2 separate regions of the Muntiacus reevesi genome follow, and region 1 is linked to region 2. The links are chromatin contacts, called in public Hi-C maps. All regions are on one chromosome and are shown on one strand. Each heading gives the region's core, a stretch centred on a gene start, on an enhancer-like site or on the middle of the called end of the contact. The rest is flanking DNA. Distances are from core to core; before and after follow the strand shown.

Evidence for each region. Hi-C and Micro-C count contacts between places; a contact is called where the count stands out from the background.
Region 1: a contact with region 2 is called in a Hi-C map of blood, with 6 times the contacts expected there. The contact joins the promoter of SEC23A here to the promoter of FBXO33 in region 2. A contact is called at or near these places in 2 of 3 Hi-C or Micro-C datasets (blood and muscle).

The regions. Positions count from the first base shown.
Region 1 is chr15:46,294,721-46,300,578 of mMunRee1.1, forward strand. It overlaps SEC23A (SEC23 homolog A, COPII coat complex component), which reads right to left and starts at 3,040. Exons shown (of 20, transcript XM_065905990.1): 1 at 2,843-3,040.
Region 2 is chr15:46,489,838-46,495,718 of mMunRee1.1, forward strand. FBXO33 (F-box protein 33) reads right to left here and starts at 1,506. Exons shown (of 4, transcript XM_065906548.1): 1 at 703-1,506. The coding sequence starts at 1,304. It overlaps LOC136146974, which reads left to right and starts at 1,307. Exons shown (of 6, transcript XM_065906067.1): 1 at 1,307-1,493; 2 at 1,705-1,793. The coding sequence starts at 1,307.

The sequences.
Region 1 (5,858 bases), core at 1,790-4,289, 190 kb before region 2:
GGGAGGGATGAAAGGCATCAAGAATTGAAGAATTATGAAGGTAGGGTACCAACAGAGCCAGCATGGATGCTGAAGTTGCTAAGAACAATGATGGGATGAGGAACTGATTCTAAAATATAAGTGAGGGAAGAAAAGGTATTATTAGATATAACTGTTTTCAGAAAAATGCTCAAATATATTTTGATAATACAAATTACAGAAACTGATGCTTAACAAATCTAAGTATCTTAAACAGCTAAGAACTTTCCCTTCTTTAAAAGAAATAAGAATGTTATTAATCAATTATATCCTAATTGAAAATATAATAAGAAAATAAAAATTAGACATTGTAATTCCTCCTATCAGAATTTCAGAGACAACTAGGGAATCTTATACTAAGCAAAAGCAATCATGGATTTTTCAAAGATTGACAAAGGGTAGAGAGAAATCCTAAGATAACTAGATTTGTTTAGAAAAGATTATTTTAAAGCTAAATATAGGAAACGGCTTTGAGAAAAATATAAGCATTCAAGAAAAACATGGCTGTTGAAAGATAATGATAAAACAAAGGTCAAGGATAATCAGAGGGGAGTTAGAAGATGCCAACCTCAGTCTTAGCATAGGAAACAATAATAGTTTTCCAACTATGTGTTTATGTGAGGCCAGATTGCCTTCATACAATTCAACCAGACAACATATCAAAACAGATAGCAAGTAGATCTGAAAATCCACCTGTCTTCTATTAAGCCTAGCTCAGCTGGTAAAGAATCCTCCTGCAATGCAGGAGACCTGGGTTCAATCCCTGGGTTGGGAAGATCCCCTGGAGAAGGGAAAGGCTACCCACTTCAGTATTCTGGTCTGGAGAATTCCATGTACTGTATAGTCCATGGAGTTGCAAAGAGTAGGACGTGACTGAGCGACTTATTTTTTTTTTTTCTTTCCTTTTCTTCAGGATCCTCAATAATGTTTAAGAGTATAAAGAGGTCCTGAGAATCACCTCCTTAGGACTCTAGGGCTTAATTTAAAAGCATGGAAGCTGGTAGAGAAAGGCTCTATGAAACTTATCATGAAGACATCTACACACAGGCAATGGCCAGGTTTAGGTTTCTATAAGAGGTAATAAGCCTGGATGGTAACTCCACATCCTTACTTTTTCTTGAGACATACTGAGTATCACCTGACTGATATTTGAGTACAATTCCCCTCCTCTTCCTCACTGTTTGTCCTCTCAATCGCTCTGCTCTAAGATCACATTTGTTCTCTAAATCACATCTATTTATTCATTATCACTTTTCAACAGTAGTCTGAAAAATGTCCCACGTTCTTCTTCTTAACTGGTCTGATTACAAAGACAAGCAAAATACCTCCCCAAATTCCCTCACCTTTCCAAGAGAGAAATTAATCTTAAAATCACTTACTCTAGAACAAATGCTGCCAGGCTTGGTCCCATACTCAACAACATCATATTTGACATAAAGTCCTTTTGCAAACCAGCTCTTTATGAAACGGCATTATTTGATAAGCATTCTCTCCCCTAGTATTGTCTCTATAAATGCATAAAACTAAAAAATTTTGATTCAAACACTAAACTAGGATGCAGAAAATAGACTGACTAGTCATTACATTTTATTAAGTGGTACAAAACATAAAAGACCATTCTAAAGAAATGTCCCCTTTTTAGCACAACTTATAATCATTGGGAACTACTTTACTTTCTCATGGTATAACTAAAAGTAAAGAAACATTAAGTCACTGTAACCTAGCACATCAGATATATGCCCATTAGCCATTTTATAGATAGCTAAGTGAAAAAACTGTAAATTGTAAGTAAAATTTGAGTTCCTTCCAAACAGATGTATCTGTTAACAGACAATTAAATGTGGCTTTCCCACTTTTCTGTCCTAAAATCCTCAATTGAAGTGTCTTCAACTACTTCCCACGACTAGATTATGCTGCACAAATAGCTTAATCTCTCAGATCCTCAAATTCTCATCAGTAAGATGAGAGGTTTGGGTTGGAAAACTACAAGGCCCCTTCCAAATCTAAAATTCTGAGTCAATTAAAAATGACTGAACTTCTAATGATGTCTGTTAGACTACTGCAGAGGGCAGAAAAGGAAGACTTAACATACATCTATATTTAAATCTAAAACTTCTTTTAATCAAGTTCACTTGGCTGGTTATCCACATCTTTGAGGCGTAGACCTTGAGGAAGCTCCCGTGAAAACACGGATTCAACATAAACTCATTCCAGTGATTCCAAGAGGATTTACGATGACTTTTCCCTTACCACCAAAACTGGAAAACACTTAGGGCCGAATGGAAGTACGGAAGATGGGTCCAATCCGAAAAGTGAAATCTATTTGTAATCAAGGCCCACGGTGTGAGCTCTAGCTGGCACTTTTCTCCTTCTCCCCTTTAACTCCCAAGGCCAAACTACGAGTGACGAAGTCACCTCGGGTCAAAGTCTAGGGCTCTTCAGATGAGGAAAGGAATGACCCAAGAAGCCAAAGTACCCAGAAGCCGTGATGGGGTGGGGTGAGGTGCGGTGGGGAAGGCAGATCGGCCATGAGCGGAGGGTGGGGTGCTGCGAGAGGTGCCCCAACTGCTGTTTTTCACTCGACTCTCATCTTTCACCCCTGATCCGGGGGAGGTGGGTGAGGGGGCCGGTTCCCAGGCCCTGACAGAACTAAGCAGAGGTGGTGGGTGAGAAGGTGACAAGTTCAGGGCTCAAGGCAGCCCTCACCGGGCCGGGTCGCAGCCCCAGCGCACCCCCACCTGGCCCGGGGCACCCAGAGGGCAGAGTGGGCACCACCCTCGAGACCCCGGCCCCGCGGACCCGCCGCCGCCCTTCCCCCGCTTACCAGTGAGCGCTAGCGGCCCCTAAGTCGATCCTTACCACAGTGCCACCACGTACGAGATCCGCGCCTGTCGCAGCCTCTACCTTACAAATCCGTCCTCTCCGCCGCGCGGGAGCGGCCGTGGCACCGCAATCAGGGACCGCGCTGCCCCGCCCCCGGCCTGCGCACAGAACTCTGGTGGACCAACATGGCTGGTGCCGCCTCTGCCACGTCAAAGGGAGGGGGAGGGGCGGGGCGGGAGAGGAGGGGCGGGGCGGGGCGGGAGGGGAGGGGAGAGGAGATGAGAGGAGGGGCGGGGCGGGAGAGGAGGGGAGAGGAGGGGCGGGGCGGGAGGGCGGGGCCACTCTGAGGGCGGGGCGACCGAGCCGCAGACCCGCAGGCGAGCCCGCGGGAGCGCGGCGGAGACCCGAGGTTGGAGAAGGGGAGGAGAGAGGGGAGGGGGAATAGGCGGAGACGGAGCCTGAGGGGCGGGGCGACAGTGACAAATCTGGCACGGATAGCCCGGAGAGGCGCAGAAACCCGGTGGAACTAAAACGCCAGGGTGGGGATGCGTCGTGGGGATGCGGTCTCCTCTGCCGGGAGTCACGGCGGATTCCATTCCCCGTGGGCCTTCACAATGTGGGACCTTCTGTCGCCAGACTCCTACCTCGTTGAGAGAAACGGAGGTGTTCCCTAGGACATCTCTCCTTTAGGGCCCTGGTTGATTCCAAGAACAAGCCGCATCTCCCCTGAAAAAGCAAAGTGAGAAGTTCGTTCTTTCGCTTAGTACAACAAACATTTACTGAACATTTGTCTGCTTTGTGCTAGGCACAGCAGCGATGCTGTGATACCGCGTAGGCAAAAAGGGCCAAATATTCGGTCTGGAAGAACTTACATACTATTTGTACACTATTGATGTATTCCTAGTCAGTTTACCTCCCCTCCCACACTGCCTCTGCCATCTCTCCCCCATAAACACATACAAATACACACACACACACACACACACCCTCTACAATCTTTGGTTGATTAATCTTGATGTCTTTTCTGATTCTCTTTCCAAGAAAAGAATTGAGCAAAATGGGGAAGACAGAAACTGGCTGGAAAGACACTGGAGCTTGATGATCTGAGGCAACCCCACCCTTCAGTGAGGAGTTTGTTGACTAAAAAAATAATATATTCACAACCTTAAAGTACAGAGGTATTTTATTTGGTGGGAATGTTAAGGACTTTGAGCCCAGAAGCAGCATCATTCACTAGACCTGAGAAAACTGCTCCAAGGAGGCATGAAGGGAAGTCATGCTATATACAAGTTTACAACACAGTGGAGCAGGCAGTCTGACCATCAAAGATTATCGTGAGGTATGGGAAATCAACATTCAGAAAACTAAGATCATGGAATCTGGTCCCATCATTTCATGGGAAATAGATGGGGAGACAGTGGAAACAGTCTCAGACTTTATTTTGGGGGGCTCCAAAATCAGTGCAGATGGTGACTGCAGCCATGAAATTAAAAGACGCTTACTCCTTGGAAGGAAAGTTATGACCAACCTGGATAGCATATTAAAAAGCAGAGACATTACTTTGCAAACAAAGGTCTGTCTGGTCAAGGCTATGGTTTTTCCAGTGGTCATGCATGGATGTGAGAATTGGACTGTGAGGAAATCTGAGCGCCAAAAAATTGATGCTTTTGAACTATGGTGTTGGAGAAGACTCTTGAGAGTCTCTTGGACTGCAAGGAGATCCAACCAGTCCATCCTAAAGGAGATCAGTCCTGGGTGTTCATTGGAAGGACCGATGCTGAAGCTGAAACTGCAATACTTTGGCCACCTCATGTGAAGAGTTGACTCATTGGAAAAGACCCTGATGCTGGAAGGGATTGCGGGCAGGAGAAGGGGGTGACAGAGGATGAGATGGCTGGATGGCATCACTGACTCGATGGACATGAGTTTGAGTAAACTCCGGGAGTTGGTGACAGACAGGGAGGCCTGGCGTGCTGCGATTCATGGGGTCGCAAAGAGTCGGACACGACTGAGCGACTGAACTGAACTGAATTGAACTGAAGGGAAATCAACATTCAGAAAACTAAGATCATGGCATCTGGTCCCATCACTTCATGGAAAATAGATGGGGAAACAGTGGAAACAGTGGCTGACTTTATTTTGGGGGGCTCCAAAATAACTGCAGGTGGTGACTGCAGCCATGAAATTAAAAGACGCTTACTCCTTGGAAGGAAAGTTATGACCAACCTAGATAGCATATCAAAAAGCAGAGACATTACTTTGCCAACAAAGGTCCCTCTAGTTAAAACTATGGTTTTTCCAGTAGTCATGTATGGATGTGAGAGTTGAACTATAAAGAAAGCTGACGGTTGAAGAACTGATGCTTTTGAACTGTGGTGTTGAAGACTCAAGAGTCCCTTGGACTGCAAGTAGATCCAACAGTCCTTTCTAAAGGAAATCAGTCCTGAGTGTTCATTGGAAGAACTGATGCTGAAGCTGAAACTCCCATACTTTGGCCACCTGATAAGAACTGACCCTGATTTTCAGCATCTGAAAAGACCCTGATGCTGGGAAAGATTGAAGGCAGGAGGAGAAGGGGATGACAGAGAATGTGATGGTTGGATCGCATCACCGACTGAATGGACACAAGTTTGAGTCAACTCCAGGAGTTGGTGATGGACAGGGAGGCCTGGCATGCTGTAGTCCATGGGGTCGCAGAGTCAGACGCAACTGAACTGAACTGAAGGGAAATCAGTTATCAAGTTAAGGAATTTAGCATTCTATGTATGGGAAGATGCAAGTCTCTGGGCTCACTGAATTCATTCCTTTCACATGGACCTCAACTCTCGGGGGCCAAATCCTGTTTCCTGATTGTTTACATCCTTAATTCCTTGTTCACCTTAAGGAGTGGCAAATGTGGCAGATGGCTGCTTCCCCTAACTTCTCAGCAATCCTGGGGGTGGAGGGTAAGGAGGGGGGCATGGCAGCATCTGCTGGACAGAAGGCATTGTGTCCCAAAATTGCTGATGTCTGTGACA
Region 2 (5,881 bases), core at 256-2,755:
GGGACAAGTTGAGTCTGGAGGTTCGCAAAAGGGAGGGACCTTCTAATCCTGATTATCAGCCAGTTCCCCGATCCCTTAAAAAAAAAAAAAAAAAAAAAATTCCTCCTACTCTTTGTGCCTGGCCTAGTTAAAACCATTCCCGGTAAGAAAATGGCTGTCAAAGATTTCTTTTTATGCCGGGAGAGTCTCGAACCTATGCGAAACCTGTGGCATACCTACTCCCTCCGCCACCACGAACTATTTTGATCGGAAAGGTTCAGAATAAAACAACAACAACAACAAAAAAAAAACAGATTAGTTTAGTTTCTCCCAAGACTCATTCACAGGCCTCACCCTCCAAGCTTCAGCTCTCTCATCTGTAAAATGAAGAATGACCGCGCCTGTCAACTCCATCCCACTGCTGCCGAAAGGATGAATGAGACAGTGCCTGAAGGCGCCAGGAGGGCTGTCTGATAAACACCAAGTCCATCACTGTTTATAAAGTATTAGGATGAGTCCTGTTATGCCCTCCCGCCTCAAGGAAATCGCCGGATTAGAACTGACACCCCCAGTCACTGAAAAAAGCAACGCTGAAGCGGGCGGGGCGTTTCCACACTAAATCTATTTCGAGGTGAGAGGAAGGAGGCGACCCTGCGCCCCGAGAAGTGGAGGCGGGGCGGGGGGGGGGGGGGAGGATGAATGGAGGGGCTGCCAAGTGCCTACCTGTTGTTCCGGATGCTGACTAGCACGCACAGGACCAGCTCTAAGTAGGTGCGCAGCACTTCCAGCCAACGGGTTGAGAGCTGCAGGGCTTCGACTTCTTCCCCGCCAGTCCCGGCGTCGGCGCTGCCTCCATCGCCCGGGCCGCCGCCGCCGCTCAGGTAGTTCTCCGCGGCGAATTCAACACGCAGCTCTCGCACGAACCAGCCGCACTTGCGCATGAGGAATTCGAGCCGTGGCTGCTCCGCGGGCGAGACGCGGAGGCAGATGCGGAGCTGGGGCCAGAGAGCCGGATAGAAGAGGCACTCGCGCCAGTGCGAGCAGGAGGCCGAGGCCCGGAGCCGGTCGGACGCGGACAGGAAGGAGAAGATGTGCACGATCAGCTCGCTGGGCAGCGACGCGGCGCCTGCCGCCTGCCCGCACAGAGCCATCCGGCCCCGCCGCCGGCTGCCGATCCCCGGTCGCCCCCGCAGTCCCCGGAGCAGCCCCCGCAGCCGTCGCAGCTGCTGCAGCCGCAGCCGCCGCCACCGCGCCACCCGGGCGGCCCCGGCTCGGGTTCGGGCTCCCGGTGGTCGGGGCTGCGGCACTGACAAGAACAACAACATCAATGACAAGGAAGAAGGGGGCGGAACCGTCGTGGGTCTCGGCGGAACCAAGTGCGGCACCAGTTGCGGAGAGGGGGAAAGGCCTCTGCGGGGGTGGCCTCCAGATAGCCAGCCTCTGGCCTCTCAAACTTTACTCACGCGCGTCCGAGGCCTGCGCTCTCCGCAACTTCAAAACCCTCGCTTGTACTGGTTAGGAGCCCGGAAGCGGCAGGATTTATTTTAAGGAACCGGGAGCCCTCCCCGCGCCTGGAGGCGGAGGCAGACCAGTGGTAGGAGCTGAGTTTGACGTCACCGGTGGTGGGAGGAGCCTGGGCGTGACTGGGCGCGACTTCCGGAAGAAGGGAGCGCCCGCTTGCCGGTAGGGAAGAGAGACGAGGCACGTGATTCCTGACGCACTTAGGCCGATGGGGCGGGGCGGGAAGCGCTGGTGGTGCCGGCAAATGGGCGCCCTCTCCCGTCCCTCAGAGACCACTCAGTTCAGTCAAGTCTGTACGTCGGTTAACTTGGACGCTCAGGAGGTCGAAGTAGCGTTAACTCGCGTTGGTGCGAGAGGTCCTGACGCTTTTCGTTACACGCTTCTCTGTTTCTGGGCTGAGGGCTCAGAGCCAGAGTGCTGGCTTGTGTCTTTCCTAGCCGTCCCGCCTGCCCCGAGTGTTGTGGAGAGTTTCTGAGAGAGAGCCCCTGAGAAGGGGAGCGGGCGCTTTCGCGGGCTCACTCGGAGGGGCTGGGTTAGGGAGAGGAGCCGCGCGGGCCGGGGCGGCGGAGAGGCCGGACCGAGGTGGTCAGTGGACGGCGCCACCCCTCGGTCGGACCTCGAAGTGGACCTGCGCGCACACCTGGTGTGTGGGGAAGGAATGAGGACAGCGCCACCCTTCGGATTTAGAGGGAGAGGAGAAAACAAGGCAAATGAGTTAGATCTGCGGGTTGATAATCGGCGTCTTCCCTGGCGTTCCCTGTTTTGAGGCCCTAGAAGTAAAGAAGCTGGTGGTTACGGTAAAGGTTTTCTTTAGCTTGTCTCCCCTCGCTTTGAGAGAGGGATTTTCGAAAGAGTTTCCGTTAACTTCACCACATCTTGGAAAGTAGTAAACTGGTTGTACCGGGCAGTGAAGTCAGAAGGGAATAGTTAATTTTATGTAACAATTGAGGATTGCATTAGTGAGGCTGCCGCTTCAGAGCCTTAGCTGTGATCTCGAAACAGCGTGGTTTTCTTGTAATTAACTTCACGAAACTGTTCTACAGGATATTTTTAGCTCTTTGAGGGCAAAATTCCCCATTCGTGATGCTTTGATGCCTTTTGGTGTCTTGTCTGTGATACTGAGTTGTTACCTCTGAGTTATCTGTCTTCCTTTCCGTCGCTGTAAAAACAACGACAAAACAACAACAACAAAAAATGCTTTCCTTCGTGGTAGATCACATCTCTGAACCTCTTGTCTGCAAGAGATTTTTCTATGTAATTCTTCTTATAATAATTTTATGAATGAATTAATGGGCAGTAATGGAAACAGCAATGAATTAGGAAGTTGAGACTTGGATTTAAATTTTTTATTTTTTAAATTCATTGAAATATTTTGAAGTGGACCATGGGTATATGAATCTTCCACTTGTAAGTAGTACAATATGTGTTTCTGAAAACATAATCGTATATAACAAAAATAGTGTTATCACACTTAAGGTAACTTTTGTTATCTTCAAATTTGTCTAGTTATCTCTCAAATATTCTTTATAGCCATCTTGTCCAAACCAGGATCCAATTGAAGACCACACTTGTTTTTGTTTATATTTCAAAATCTCAATCTAGATTAGTCACCCCTACTTTTTTTTTGGTTTCTCTGATTAGCTAAAGAGGAGGCATATTGACCAAGAGAATATCTTCCCTTCTGTGATTGTTTGACTACTTTGTCTTGGTGTTTAGTTTATTACTCTAGTACCTGAAGTTCTAGTAAACCTGGACATTTAATGCTAACGGCTTGATTAGGTTGGTGACATCTCCGTAAAACAAAGTGATCTGTGAGGTGTGATGTTTTCTGTCCTGCTTTCCTTCAGCCATTCACTTAATGGCCTTAATAATAATTGATAATTCTTGCCTGAATCATAATTTTATTATGGACTTCAAAATGATAATTTGTAATTTTTTCATTCCATCTACATTCATTAATTTGCATTCTTCTGTATTGGAGAAGCTTTCTGTCATAAACTGGCAGCATTTCATTACCCTGAAATATAGCTTTTATTGGAAAGTCAGAAAAAATGCTTAGTTCTTTTTCTTTTATTACCAATTTTGAAAGTTATATGGCCTCAAAGAGTGACAAATGAGTTTTTCTAGCTTTTATTTTATTTTTCTGAACATCACGTTCTTAGGATTTTTATGTTTTAAACATTCTTTTAGGTTCTCAAATTTTGATACTTCTAGAACTCCTCACAAAGAAAACTATGTAACTATTATTGTAATTTTAAACAATTCCGTGGCATTTTATTTTTAGTAGGAGGCTGAGACTGGATTTTGGTCTTTTCTACTTTTGTCAGGATCTAGCTGAGTAACATTTAAACAAGTTGTTTAACCCTTTGGGGCCTCCCTTTCTTCATTTGTCTAAGTTCTGGCAAGGCTCCCTGCAGCTCTAATGTTTTCTGACTTTAAAAAAGAAAACACCCTATTTTATTGAGATATGTTTTTCATATATAATTCATTTATTTCAAGTATGCACATTAATAATTTATATTATCAAGTGTTACAACCAACACTATAAATAGATTTTAGAACATTTTCATCTCTTTAATAAGATTCCACATGCCCATTTACCTCCACTTCTACCTCCCCACTTCTACCTCCGGGCAACCATGAATGTACTTTCCTTTTGTGTAAATTTGACTTTTCTGAACATTTGATATGAATGGATTTATACAGTGTATGATCTCTTATGTCTGTCTTCTTTGACTTAGCATAATGTTTTTGATCTTGGGTCCTTAATTAATTCTTTTTATTATTGCTGAATAGAATTTCATTTATTTATGGTTTACTCATTTACCAGTTGATTAACATTATTTGTTTGTTTATTTGTGGTCACTGTTAGTTCTGTGATTAGGGATTGAATCCCAGCACTGGTAGTGAAAGCACCAAATCCTAACCATTGGACCACCAGGGGATTCTCTGATGAACATTTAGGTTTCTAGTTTTTGGCTATTTTGAATACCATTTCTATAACTCTTCATTGGCACGTCTTTTGTGGACATATGGTCTTGTTTCTCTTGAGTAGATACCTAGAAGTGAAAATGATAGGTTGTATGATAGTTCTCTGTATAACTTTTGGAGAAACTTACAAGCTGTTTTTATAGTGACTCTGTCATTTTCCAGTCCTAACAGCAATGTATGAGGGTTGCCAGTCTCTGACTCTTTGATGGTCTGGAGATATTCTCTGATTGATTTGAGAATGATATTTTTCCTTATTCTTAGTGTTGTACTAGCAACAAACTACCCTCTCCTTGTTGTTGTTGTTTAGTCGCTAAGTTTTGTTTGACTGTTTTGCTTCTCCATGGCCTATAGCCCAGCAGACTCCTCTATCTATGAGATTCCTCAGGCAAGAATACTGGAATGGGTTTTCCTCCAAGGTATCTTCCTGACCCAGGATTAAACCTGCATCTTTGGCATTGGCAGGCGGATACCTGCCTTAGATACCACTAATAATTAGTCTTTAATTATTAGGACTCGTTTCTAAAGGAAATAAAAATACAGATAGTCTCCAAAGTAGGTGGTTCTGCTTATGATTTTTTAATTTCACAATGGTGTGAAACCGTGATGTGCATTCAGTGGAAACCTAAGTTTGATTTTTCCCAGGCTAGTAATACATGGTATGATACTCTCTCATGATGCTAGACAGTGGCAGTGAGCCACATATCCCAGTTGCATCACAATATTGAGGGTAAACAACCCAATACACTAAAAAATTTATGTTTTTCATTTTTAGAACAATGTACAATAAGTCACATGAGATAGTAAACACTTCGTTATAAAATAGGCTTGTGTTAGATGATTAGCCAACTAAATTTAAGTGTTCTAAGCATGTTTAAGGTAGCCTAGGCTAAGCTGTGATATTTGGTAGGTTAGATATATTAAATTGCTCTTGACTTATGGTATTTTCGATTTATGATGGATTTATTGGAACATAACCCCATTATAAGTCAAGAAGGACCTCTTTATCAGTCTGCTATAAAATAAAATGCTGCTTCTTAGTGTTGCTTTTGAATTTTTAGTTTCATTTAATATGAGAATCATTTAATTTTCGTATTAAATGAAGGATGGTAGGAATACTGTTATTAATAACATTAAGCTAAGACATGAATTAATAAGATATAATCATGCTCAGTTACGATTTAAAAACAGTATATTTCAGGGACTTCCCTGGTAGTCCAGTGCAAGGGGTGCTGGTTGGATAGCACCACATGCCTTGTGGCCAAAAAACCAAAACATTAAATAAAAAGAGACAATATTATAACATGTTCAATAAAGACTGGTCCACATCTTTAAAAAATTCTTTAAAAAACTACATTTCAATAATGGCATACAATTTATTTTATTAAGCCAG